Regions from separate parts of the Ovis aries genome. Here region 1 is linked to region 2. A link is a contact called in public Hi-C data. All regions are on one chromosome and are shown on one strand. Each heading gives the region's core, a stretch centred on a gene start, on an enhancer-like site or on the middle of the called end of the contact. The rest is flanking DNA. Distances are from core to core; before and after follow the strand shown.

Region 1 (6,128 bases), core at 350-2,849, 490 kb after region 2:
TACACTGTAGGACACTATTTTATTTCTTCTAGATTTGAATCCTATGAGGTTGGGCTTCAGATACCACTGAATTCACTTTCCACTCTAGTCCCTCAGATCTTTTGTCTCCACCCAAACCCTGATTTCAGAAGGAAGGCCTTTTCCAACAAGCTAGTTCATTTATGGAGCAGCTGAATTCCAATCTCCTGACACACATGTGCAATGCTAGAAAATAAACCTGAACTAACAACAAAGTAGCTTAAGAAAAGCTGCTTCCGGGGGTGTGTGGGGGGTGAGGGTGCTGAGTTCATGAACAACACTAATTTCTGTGCAAAAAAAAAAAAAAGTGTCTTGCAGAGAAGACTCTAGACTGAAAGAAACAAGGAAACAGTTGCAATTTATTGGTGGAAAAATTCCTGAGTCATTCCCTTACAGGGCCTCCGACCACCTCCAAGACCTCCACCAGTTAAACACAGTATTGCCATATGAAAGAATGGGGAGGAATTACTTATTCTCACCTTTACAATTTCTAATCACCCCAACTCCTCTCAGTCTCGCAGACTCAGCTTACCTCCTAAAACAAAACAAAAAAACAGAGACAGGGATAAGGTACAAGGCACTCCAGCACTCTTCTCCGGAGAATTTAGCTTTTTTTTTTTTTAAGCCAGGCAGCCCGGTTTATCTGTTTTAAAGTACAGTGCCAAGTGCACCCTAAGGGGCAAAGGGCAGTTTTAGGTTAGCATGCACTTTCCAAATACAGTATAATAAATACCCCTGTTTGCACACGGAGGAGGACGCGTCCGTGGGCGCGGCCCGGGTTCGTTGTCCGTTAGCTAGTCTTGAGGTTTGTGCGTCCTTCGGGGACCAGCCGGCTCTTGGCCTGCATGCGTCTTTGTGGCCCTTGTGCAACCGAAGCCAGCTGGGTTCCTCCTTCCACGCCCGACCCTTCCCTCCTGAGCGCAGGGACCTTTAACCCCTCTCCACCTTAACTTGAAATGCCGACAGCGACATTTCCTCCACCCCCGGCAACCACCAGGTGGCCTACCGACCGCCTCTCGCCGCCCCCTTAAAGCTCCCCAGGAGGACTCCTCCAGCCCGCCGCACCATCAGTCCCATCGGCCCCAGTTCCATGCACACGCTCAAGTTCTCCAACAGCCGAGGCCGCACGTCTTCTTCCTCCTAAACCCAAGTCTTCCACAAGTCCCTGCATCCTCCTACCGCCCGATTTTTTCTTCTGCTGCAGACCCGGCATTCCATCCGTCACCGTATGCCACCTCCCCCTGCCCAATTTGACCCTCCAATGCGAACAGCGGGCCGCCTACACAACCAGGCATCTAGCACAGTCTTCCTCCCATTTCCTTCTCCCACGCCCACCACCTGGATTTTTTTCCCGCTGCCGTGCGACCAGGACGTGCCGCTAAATTTCCCCTAGCATGCTCAAGATCTGAGCGTCCTTTTCCCCACATTAGCCACTAACAGCCTTCTCGCAGGGGCCAGAGACCGGGGCCGCCCCTCGAAGCCTGCGGCTACCTGCGGGGAAGGTACGTTGGCGATGACTCGGGAGCACACAGTCACTCAGTGTCTACTCTGGCAATCCCGGCTAGACCACAGCTGTTCCGGCTTCTCACGGGGCCTCAGCAGAAACCCAGAATCTGGCCACCCAGGCAGGGCTTTTTCTCTTCCCGGCTTTTGTCCAGACCCGGGCCCGGCCCCCTCAGCCCACCTCCCGGAGCTCCGCCCCCGAGCCCCCGCCAATCGCCTCGGGCCGACCACCCGAAATGGGCGGGGCCATGGGGCGGGGCGGGCCCTTCCATTTGGGGCTAATCCGCGGCCCCGCCTTCCTTGCGCTGGGATGGGGAAAGGCGGGGCCAGCTGCGCGGCTGGGTTCCGCCGCCGCCCCTCTTCTGCTGAAGAACAAGCTTGCCACCTGCAGGCTGGCGTGTTGGGCGCGTCGGCGCTGGTATTCTGAATCCCACGCCACGAAGAGGCGCCCCGGGCTTTGTAACAACCTTAGGGTCAGGCTGAGTGAGTTTCTAGGTCTCCAATAAAGACAAACCGGAGACTTGGACCTATCCTGTTCCTGGCACGCTCCGGATGTGCGGTAGACTGGAACGCGCTCGGGCAGAGTTGTGTGGGCAAGCGTGAAGTCACTTTGGGGGCTTCTCCGCGCAGCTGGAATGCAAAGGATTGAACAGTTGCACAAGCAGGGACGCTACAGTAAATTTCACCCACCGCCGATGACTAGGTCTTCAGAGCTAATGTATCTATTACTTTCAATTTCTATTGCATGCTATAAATAGTGGAGAAGGAAATGGCAGCACACTCTAGTATTCTTGTCTGGAAAATCCCACAGAGAGCGAAGCCTGACGGGCTAGAGTCCATGAAGTCGCCAAGAGTCGGTGGCAACTTGGCGACTAAATAAGGAGAACTATAAATAAATGCAGTAGTTATTTGCGGTAGACAATAAGGTTAATGAAATCATCTGAGTTCCAGTAACATTCAAGTAAAGATCTAAGGAGGCCTTAGAAAAGAGGGGATTAAAATAAATTCTGTCCTCTGCAGGAAATTATTTTTAGTGTATTCCTTAATTTTGAAAACATGGAGGGCTGGGGAGAAGTATTTTAGATTATGATTTGTAGGATAAACCCATGCTTAGTCCAGGATTCAGTGCCCCCAAATTTATTTATTTTAAATTTTATTGAAATACGGACATCCTGGAATGAGAAGTCAAGTGGGCCTTAGGAAGCATTGCTAAGAACAAAGCTAGTGGAAGTGATGGAATTCCAGCTGAGCTGTTGTAAATCCTTAAAAATGATGCTGTGAAAGTGCTGCACTCAATATACCACCAAATTTGGAAAACTCAACAGTGGCCACAGGACTGGAAAAGGTCAGTTTTTATTCCAATCCCAAAGAAAGACAATGCCAAAGAATGTTCAAACTACTGCACAATTGCACTTATCTTACACACTAGCGAACTAATGCTCAAAATCCTTCAAGCTAAGCTTCGAAACACAGGAACTGAGAACCTGAAGATGTGCAGACTGGATTCAGAAAAGGCAGAAGAACCAGAGATCAAATTGCCAACATCCCTTGGGTCATAGAAGAAGCAAGAGAATTAAAAAAAAAACCAAAAACTGCTTTATTGACTATGCCAAAGCCTTTGACCATGTGGATCACAACAAACTGTGGAAAATTCTGAGAGAGATGGGAATACCAGACCACCTTACCTGCTTCCTGAGAAATCTGTATGCAGGTCAAGAAGCAACAGTTAGAACCAGACATGGAACAACAGACTGGTTCCAAATTGGGAAAGGAGTATCTCAAGGCTGTATATTGTCGCCCTGCTTATTTAATTTATATGCAGAATACATCATGCAAAATGCTTGGGCTGGATGAAGCTGGAATCAAGATTACCAGGAAAAATATCAATAACCTCAGATATGCAGATGACACCACCCTTATGGCAGAAAGCAATGAAGAACTAAGGAGCCTCTTGATGAAAGTGAAAGAGGAGAGTGAAAAAGTTGGCTTGGAACTCAACATTCAAAAAATGAAAATCATGGCATCCAGTCCCATCACTTCATGGCAAATAGATGGGGAAACAATGGAAACAGTGAGAGACTTTATTTTCTTGGACTCCAAAGTCACTTCAGTTGGAGACTGCAGCCATGAAATTAAAAGATCCTTCCTCCTTGGAAAAAAAGCTTTGACCAACCTACACAGCATATTTAAAAGCAGAGACATTACTTTGCTGACAAATGTCCATCTAATCAAAGCTATGGTTTTTCCAGTAGTCATGTATGGATGTGAGAGTTGGACTATAAAGACAGTTGAGGGCCAAATAATTGATGCTTTTGACTTCGGTGTTGGAGAAGAGTCTTGAGAGTCCCTTTGAACTTCTAGGAGATCAAACCAGTCCATCCTAAAGGAAATCAGCCCTGAATATTCACTGGAAGGACTGATGCTGAAGCTGAAGCTCCAATACTTTGGCCACCTGATTGGAAGAACTGACTCATTTGAAAAGATCCTGATGCTGGGAAAGGTTGAAGGCAGGAGGAGAAAGGGACAACAAAGGATGAAATGGTTGGATGTCATCACCAACTTGATGGACATGAATTTGAGCAGGCTTCAGGAGTTGGTGATGGACAGGGGAGCCTGGTGTGCTGCAGTCCGTGGGGTCACCAAGAATCAGACATAACCGAGCAACTGAATTGAACTGGAACTGTCATGGCACCTCTGGGTATGTCATTTCAACTTGCTGATTGAGGATCAAGGTCTAGTCTTATCTGCCATCTTGGCCCCATTTGTTTCTACTAAGTTTATGTTGTGTCCTTGGGCTATGTCATTCTTTCAAAACTTGTGCCTTGCCCCTTTCCCTCCTGTTATAATGGACATGAGTTTGAGGAAACTCAGGGAGATAGTGAAGGACAGGGAAGCCTGCCATGCTGTAGTCCATTGGGTCACAAAGAGTTGGGCATGACTTAGCAACTGAACAACAGCAACAGTTGATTTATAATGCTGAGCTGATTTCTGCTGTACAGCAAAAATGATTTAGATATACATTACATAAATATATTATTCTTTTTTAATCTTCCTTTCCATTATGGTTTATCACAGAACACTGAACATAGTTCCCTGTGCTATACAGTTGTTGTTACTTTTGCAAAGTCACATCCGGCTCTTTGTGACCCCATGGAATGTAGCCCACTTGGCTCTTCTGTCCAAGGGGTTCTCCTGGCAGGAATATGGAGTGGGTTGCCATTTCCTTCTCCACCAAAATTTATTTTTTAAGTTATCTCTAATATTGGATTTTTATTACTCTTGAAGATTATGAAGGGCACTATGCAAACTGCATTTTGGACATTTGAGGGCACTGGTATTTTTCCCAAGAGAAAAGGAAGATTTTTTAGGTTGAAAAAACCTCTTGATGAAAGTGAAAGAGGAGAGTGAAAAAGCCAGCTTAAAACTCAGCATTGAAAAAACTAAGATCATGGTATCCTGTCCCATTACTTCATGGCAAATAGAAGGGGAAAAGTGGAAACAATGACAGATTTTCTTTTTTCTTGGGTTCCAAAATCACTGCGGATGGTGATGGCTTGCATGAAATTAAGACGCTTGCTCCTTGGAAGGAAAGTTATGACTGACTTAGCCAGTGTATTAAAAGGCAGAGACATCATGTTGCTAACAAAGGTCCGTAGAGTCAAAGGTATGGTTTTTCCAGTAGTCATGTACGAATGTGAGAGTTGGACCATAAAAAGGGCTGAGCACCAAAGAATTGATGCTTTGGAATTGTGGTGCTGGAGAAGATTCTTGAGAGTCCTTTGACACCAAGGAGGTCAAACCAGTCAATCCCAAAGAAAATGTTTGTGCAGAATTGATTACATATGGTTTTGTAGTTTCATCTTGAATCCGAGACCCCAAATAACCTGAGATTATAAATTTACTTCATGTTATATCATGTTCTTGTGGTTTATTACCCCTTGCCCACTACTAAAATTATTTATAAGTGTATACACTCTTGTTCCAAAAAGGATTTAGGGCAGTCTTCAAGATGTATACAATATAGCATGACAGAAGACATTGAGTATAGGTGAAGAAAATGAGGTAAAGATTGAATAAATACAGGAAAGTATACAGAACCAAGGTGAGTTTAATCACAAAATGTATTTCGTCAAATCCTAAACAGTGCCAAAAGGGGGCTACACATTTGGCTCTAAGCCAATGTGGGAGGCAAGGTGACACTTAAGAGGGTCTCAGCATCTAAAACAGTGTTTCCTAAGCTAGTAATATAGGAAGTACTTTTCAATTGAAAAGCTTTTTTTTTTTTTTTTGTAGAGTCAGAGAAGTGGCTTATATTAATATATATAGATATATGCACCTTATACTGATACCTCTCATACAGCTATAAAATAAAAAATTTATAAGGAAAATGATTAGGACCAAAACTATAAAAAACATTACCATTGTGTGTTAGTTCGCTCAGTCATGCCTGACTCTTTGCAACCCCATGGACTGTAGCTCACCAGGGCTCACTGTCCATGGAGTTCTCCAGGCAAGAATACCGGAGTAGGTTTCTATCCCCTTCTCCACAGGATCTTCCTGACCCAGGGGTCGAACCTGGGTCTCCTGCATTGCAGGCATATTCTTTA
Region 2 (5,902 bases), core at 2,833-5,332:
CTCCCCAGGAGAGGAGGAATAAGAAAAGCAAAAGGACTGTTTAACATGATAAAGGAGGTGGGAAGGGGGTGGAGCAGATAAGAGAAGTGCTGGAAATTTACTTAATTACAGGAGGTATATCCAGTTTAGTCCTTAAATGTAAAAAGGAGCCCCCTTCAGCTCTATGACTAAGTACTCTCAGAAGAAGGAAGTGGGTTCATTTTTACCAAAATATAACACAAGTTTGTTTTTTTTTTAAAGTAAGATCACTGGAGTCTATTAAGAACCACCCACTCCTCCAGCACAAAGCTGCCATCTTAACAGTCTAGTATTGAAGTTCAACCAATCGCCATCCCTTAGGTTAGCACTATTCCAAACATTTATTCTGGACACTTTCAATGCTACCTCTAAGTCATTCAAGCAAAGCTGGCACTGTCAAGAATGAGAATGATTACAAGTACTACAGAAAAGAAACCCAAGCTCGCTAAACAAAGCTAGGACGCACACAGAAACTGAACACTTCCTAACCTTGTCACTTTCCGGAGGCCCTAAACCCATTCTGCTCCCCCCCTCAGTATGACTTAGGGTGTCCCCCTAAGTTAGGGAAAGGGTCAAGCAGCTCACCTTAAAGCATCTGGGACACTTTAAGCAGTGGAAGGAGAAGTAAGCTGGAGAAGCCCACGCGACAACTTCCGGGTCACAGCAACCTAAACTTTCACTGTTCACATTATTTTTAAAGACACAAGTATAGGAAATACATTTTCCCAATTGAGACCACACAGTTCACAGAAACCGGAACCAAGCGGAACTCCATTATAATGCCAACCTTAGGATTGTAAAGCCCCCCAAAGCAAAAGGTAAATTTTGTTGCCAAAATGCAACAAAGTTAAAAATTAAGAAAACGACATATAAATTAAAAACAGGGTTCCCCTCGAAAAGGCAGGAAGATAGAGCAGACGTCAGCTGAGCCCCTCTGAGAAGTCCTGGGACAAGGTGCCCCCCTGGAAACAGCCCCTTCCCCCCTCTTTCCAAGTTGCCCCAGGAGGGGGCGTCAGCACCATGAAGGTAACCGGAAGTGACCTTGGCAAAGCTACCAAACAAAAACCACCTAGCTCCCTCAACACCCCCCCGGCTCCCGGTCCCTTGGCCTCCTCCTCCTACACGTGCGACAGGGACACCTGCTTGTGGTAGGCGGCGGCGGGGCCGGGGGGCCCGGTCCTGCCCGTGAGCGCGGCGCTTGCCTCGGCGTAGTCCCCCGCGGCCGTGGCACCGCCGCTCTTGTGGCCCCGCCGCGGACGGCAGCAGCAGCGGCTGGTGAAGCGTCGCCACGACTCCACAGTCTTGCCGGACCAAATCCAGACGCCCGACGTGATGCCCACCACGAGGCACATGAAATACTTGAGCATGAGCACCCAGTACTCGGGCTTAGCACGTGGCTGGCCGGAGTCCGGGCCCGGGCACGCGCACGTGAGCGCGGCCTCCCAGCTCTCGCGATAGTGCTGTTCATACAGGTAGCAGGCCACCACGATGCTGGCGGGCACTGTGTAGAGCAGCGTGAAGATGCCGATGCGGATCATGAGCTTCTCTAGCTTGTCCGTCTTGGTGCCGCCCTGCTTGATGACGCTGCGGATGCGGAAGAGCGACACGAAGCCCGCCAGGAGGAAGAGCGTGCCCACCAGCAGGTAGAGCACCAGCGGCCCCAGCACGAAGCCACGCAGCGAGTTCAGGTTCTGGTTCCCCACGTAGCAGATGCCGGCCACCGGGTCCCCGTCCACGGAGCTCAGGGCCAGCGCGGTGATGGACTTGACGCTGGGGATGAGCCACGCGGCCAGGTGGAAGTACTGCGCATAGCCCGCGATGGCCTCGTTGCCCCACTTCATGCCGGCCGCCAAGAACCAGGTGAGCGATAGGATGACCCACCAGATGGAGCTGGCCATGCCGAAGAAGTAGACTAGCAGGAAGACGACAGTGCACAGCGCAGGGCCCGTAGTCTCGTAGTGGATGTGGCTGTGCTCGCGGCTGCAGGCGACGCTGGCATGACCCACGACCAGGCGCACCAGGAAGCCCAGCGACACGCAAAGGTAGCAGGCTGACAGGAAAATGATGGGGCGCTCCGGGTAGCGGAAGCGTTCCATGTCTATGAGGAAGGTGGCCACCGTGGTGGAGGTGGAGATGAAGCACAGCACAGACCACAGGCCGATCCAGAAGGTGGCGAACGTGCGCTCGTCGGGGCTGAAGGACGGCTGGTAGCAGGGCACCGCGCAGTTGGGTACCTGGCCCGTCCGCACCTTGTTGTAAAGCGGATGTGACTCCTTCAGAATGGGCACGAAGGGCTCGCGGCACCTGCACACCGACGGGCCCCCGGCGGCGCAGTCGCTCCCCGAGGCCGGCGACCCAGGCAGGCTGGAGAGGGTGGGCTTGACAGGGAAGGGCCTGGGGGGAGCCGTGGTGGCCTCGCTGCGGTTGTAATCCATGCACAGGACCTCGGCGTCGCGGCCCAGCACCGGGAGGCGGTCGCAGCTCATGCGTTCCGGCCAGGCAAAGCCGTACTGGCGCATGAGCGGCGAGCAGCCGGCCTTGGCGCGTTCGCACACCGAGCGGCAGGGCGGCAGCGGCTTGTGGTAGTCCGGCAGGCAGATGGGCGTGTACATGGAGCACAGGAAAAAACGCAGGTCCGGAGAGCAGTGGATCTCCACCAGCGGCCAAAACTGGTGCACCTCCAGGCCCGCCTCGTCCTGCGTGTCGTGGTTGAACTGGTTGGGCATGTGCGTCAGGTTGTAGCCGATGCCGCGGCACATGGGCACTGTGATCTCCTGGCACGCCGGGGCCTTGGAGGCGGCGGCCGCCCGGCCCGCCAGCTGCGCCAGGAGCAGCAGCAGCAGCGAAGGCGGCGCGGACGGGTCAGGCCGAGCCATAGCCCCCTCCCTCCCCGCGTCTCCCGCAACCCGCGCGGGGCCAGCTCAGGCAGGAGGAAACCGGGATCGGAGCTTCCCTCTCCGAGGACTTGTGTGGCGCCGGGGCTGGCAACCTGTTGGTTTCTTTTTCAAGAAATCCGTCCAAAGACCAACTGTTTCGGGAGGGCCCTGCCTCCGCAAAAGCGCTCAGCTCTTCGCTGGACAGGGCTGGAGAGGGACGATTAGGCTCCGATTCTGGGGAAAGAACTCTTAAAAAAAAAAAGAAAAAAAAAAAAAAGGTGGGGGAGAAGAAAAATGACAACCACTCCCAATTAGAGGGGCGTCAACAGTACAATTCCCTCAAGCGGTCTCCAAATCTCTAAATTAACCTCTATCTTTTCCCTCCCCTCCACCTCCTGGAACACAACTACAGACTCCCCGTCCCTCACCCTGCCTCCCTTTTCCCTGGGCCTGCCAGGCTACACCCCGAAGTCACAGCGCTCAGCCCCCCCAGGAAAAGGGCTGAAGGACAGGGAAAAGAATGGGGAGAAGGGGAAGGCGCGGGCTCTCACCTCCGAGAATCCCGAGAAAAGCAGATAGCCCGCAGCCAGCCTGGGTCCCCCGTCTCTGGGACACTCCACGTTTCTCAGAGACGGACTGGCATCGGGAAAGTTTGGCGAGAGGCTGAGTATCCGAGGAAGCAGCACATGGCAGCAGGTGGGGGCGTCTCAGAGAGGGGGTCGCCCCCTGAACGAGGTCGCCGCAGACTGGTCACTCGCCCTCTCCTCCTCCGGGGCCCCCCGCATGATCCGGGCAGGGGTAGGGCGGGGACAGGCCGTGCGTTCCACCAGGGTCCGGGAGCCGGACGGAGGGGCGAGTGCGCCTGGCTGCACCTGGGCGAGAGGAAGGCGACTGGCGGATCCCGCCGCCTCACAGCACCGCGAGCAGCCAGCGCTGGCCCTGCCGGGACTGCACGGTGCGAGCCCGCCGCCGCGTCCCGCCCGCCGGCCGCTCGCCTCCTCCCCTGCAGGGGGCTCCGCGCTCCAAGCGGACTCCTGGGGGCGGTGGCGGCGCTCCCGGGACGCGCCGGGCTCGGCTCCTCCCCCGCACTCTAACACCCTTTCGCCCACCTCCGCCGGGTATAGAACTGCACGCGGCGACGGCGGCGGTGGCCACAGCAGAGTCACGGTCGCGGGCGGACTGGCCTCTCCCGCCCCGCCTGGGTCACCTGCTTCTAATGCCCGCCGGGAGACTCCGCCCCAGCCCCGCCCCTTCGCGCTGGGGCTCGGTTGGTGGTCCGCCCCGCCACACTCTCCGTGCGTCCCCGCCCACTGCCCCGCCGGCTCGGCCTCTCCCCAGGCGCCCTCGGGTCCAGCCAGAAGCGGGTAGCCAAGGAGCGCGGGCCAATCGCTGGCCGGGAAGCTATGGAGGGCGGGGCGAATGCTAATCACGCCTTCTTGAGACCCTGAGCGGGAAACCCTGGCTAGAAGTCCCTCCCGAGTTCTCTGCTGATCCCCACTTATGTGGGACTCACTTCCCGTAATGTTCTAGCTTATGAACCCTTGCTTCCAGGGCACCTACCAGATCTCTTCTCTGCAGCTAAGTATCCTTAGAGTCCAGCGCTTGTTTAAAAGACTGCTCAAAGAATCACTCTTAACGGTGGCACCTGTCTCCGCTCTGCGCCTCCCTCACACCAGGTGAGCTCAGATTTAGAGAGGAACAAATGCTTACCGAGTCCCTACTGTGTCGGACAGCGCGTTAGTCATCCACATCTTAATACAGGATGTCTCAGATCTTTAAAATAATTCTATGAATCGGACACTCCTTACAGGTGAAGAGTTTAGAAACTTGACCAAGGCAACCGTACTTGGTTAATGCCCCCCAAGAAAACCACAACGTAATCTTGTTCAGCATGGTATTCCGAGCGCCTGGCGCAGAGTAGGCGCTCAAATGGGAAACCCGAGATTCGAATCGAGATAGCTGGGCCGCGACATCCACAATTTTTACCACCTCTTTCCCCTTCCCCCCGCCCCCATGTTCTACCGGTTATCTCCCAGGCTTTAACCTTTACTTTTGCATTTCGTAACAAAATCTTACTGTTGCAACAAGAAAGTGATTTTCTTTCCGTCTTTGGAAGACTCCAAACCTGTAGTCTTTTATCAGTTTATCGGGTTAAAAATCCAGGCAGTTCCGAAGCTGCCTGCAGGGAAAAGCAACACTGGCTCCGGGCAGTGTAATGGGCAGGGGCTGTACCCCCTCCCCCCCGGCCCGCCCCCGTCGCTCCCCCGGGCTACCCACTGCTTCGCTGTGCAGCCGATCGCCGCCGGGGATCCGGGCACACGAGGCAGCTGGAGCCCACGGGAAGACCTGCTGGGCGCCCCCAACCACTGGGACGCACTGTGGCGCTCTCCAGATGGGTTATTATGCTGCAAGTTTTAAATGTCCTAAAAATGCCTCTTTTCTACGTGTTCTAATTAGGTTGGAAGACTGAGGTGTTTAGCATTCTTGAAATTCATTCACACGCTTACAAAGAGGGTTTGAATTGTTTCCCTTTTCCCAACCCCTTCCTTCTATTGGGAAGAAGGCGGAAAAAAAGGCAGGAGGGCCTGAGTTCTCAAAGTACTCAGGACTGGACTAGAGGACCGAGACACACCGCGGCTATTGTCGTTCTTGTGTCCTGGATCCCACTTACATAGACTGGGAAACTAAATTGCAGAACAGTCCTCTCCTCCCTGCTTATCAACAAGATTTGTAATGAAGAATATGTGTATTATATTCCAGCCTCAAAGTTAAATATCAATCGCTTCACAAACATCAAAACTATTAATAAATATGTTTAAAATGTATATTACTTATTTCATTCCCTGTGATTGTACCTGTGCTTATATTTTGTTTGTTTGTTTGTTTGTTTTTGGGAACTACTTGGCAGTCAGTGTCGGCAAACATCCCAGGGTTGAAAGCAGTGGGAGTTTTCAGCTATGGAATAGCAATCAAAAAGAAAGGGAAACCCTCAGTGGAAAGTATGCACA

The links. A called contact is a pair of places that touch in the nucleus more often than the background predicts.
Region 1: a Hi-C map of tail adipose tissue shows a contact between it and region 2, with 3 times the contacts expected there. The contact joins the promoter of IDH1 here to the promoter of FZD5 in region 2. A contact is called at or near these places in 2 of 16 Hi-C or Micro-C datasets (skin fibroblasts and tail adipose tissue).

Annotation. Positions count from the first base shown.
Region 1 is chr2:210,330,580-210,336,707 of ARS-UI_Ramb_v3.0, forward strand. It overlaps IDH1 (isocitrate dehydrogenase (NADP(+)) 1), which reads right to left and starts at 1,600. Exons shown (of 10, transcript NM_001009276.1): 1 at 1,510-1,600; 2 at 498-553.
Region 2 is chr2:209,835,847-209,841,748 of ARS-UI_Ramb_v3.0, forward strand. FZD5 (frizzled class receptor 5) reads right to left here and starts at 4,083. Exons shown (of 3, transcript XM_027965132.3): 1 at 4,004-4,083; 2 at 3,446-3,766; 3 at 1-3,142. The coding sequence starts at 2,894. The coding sequence ends at 1,137.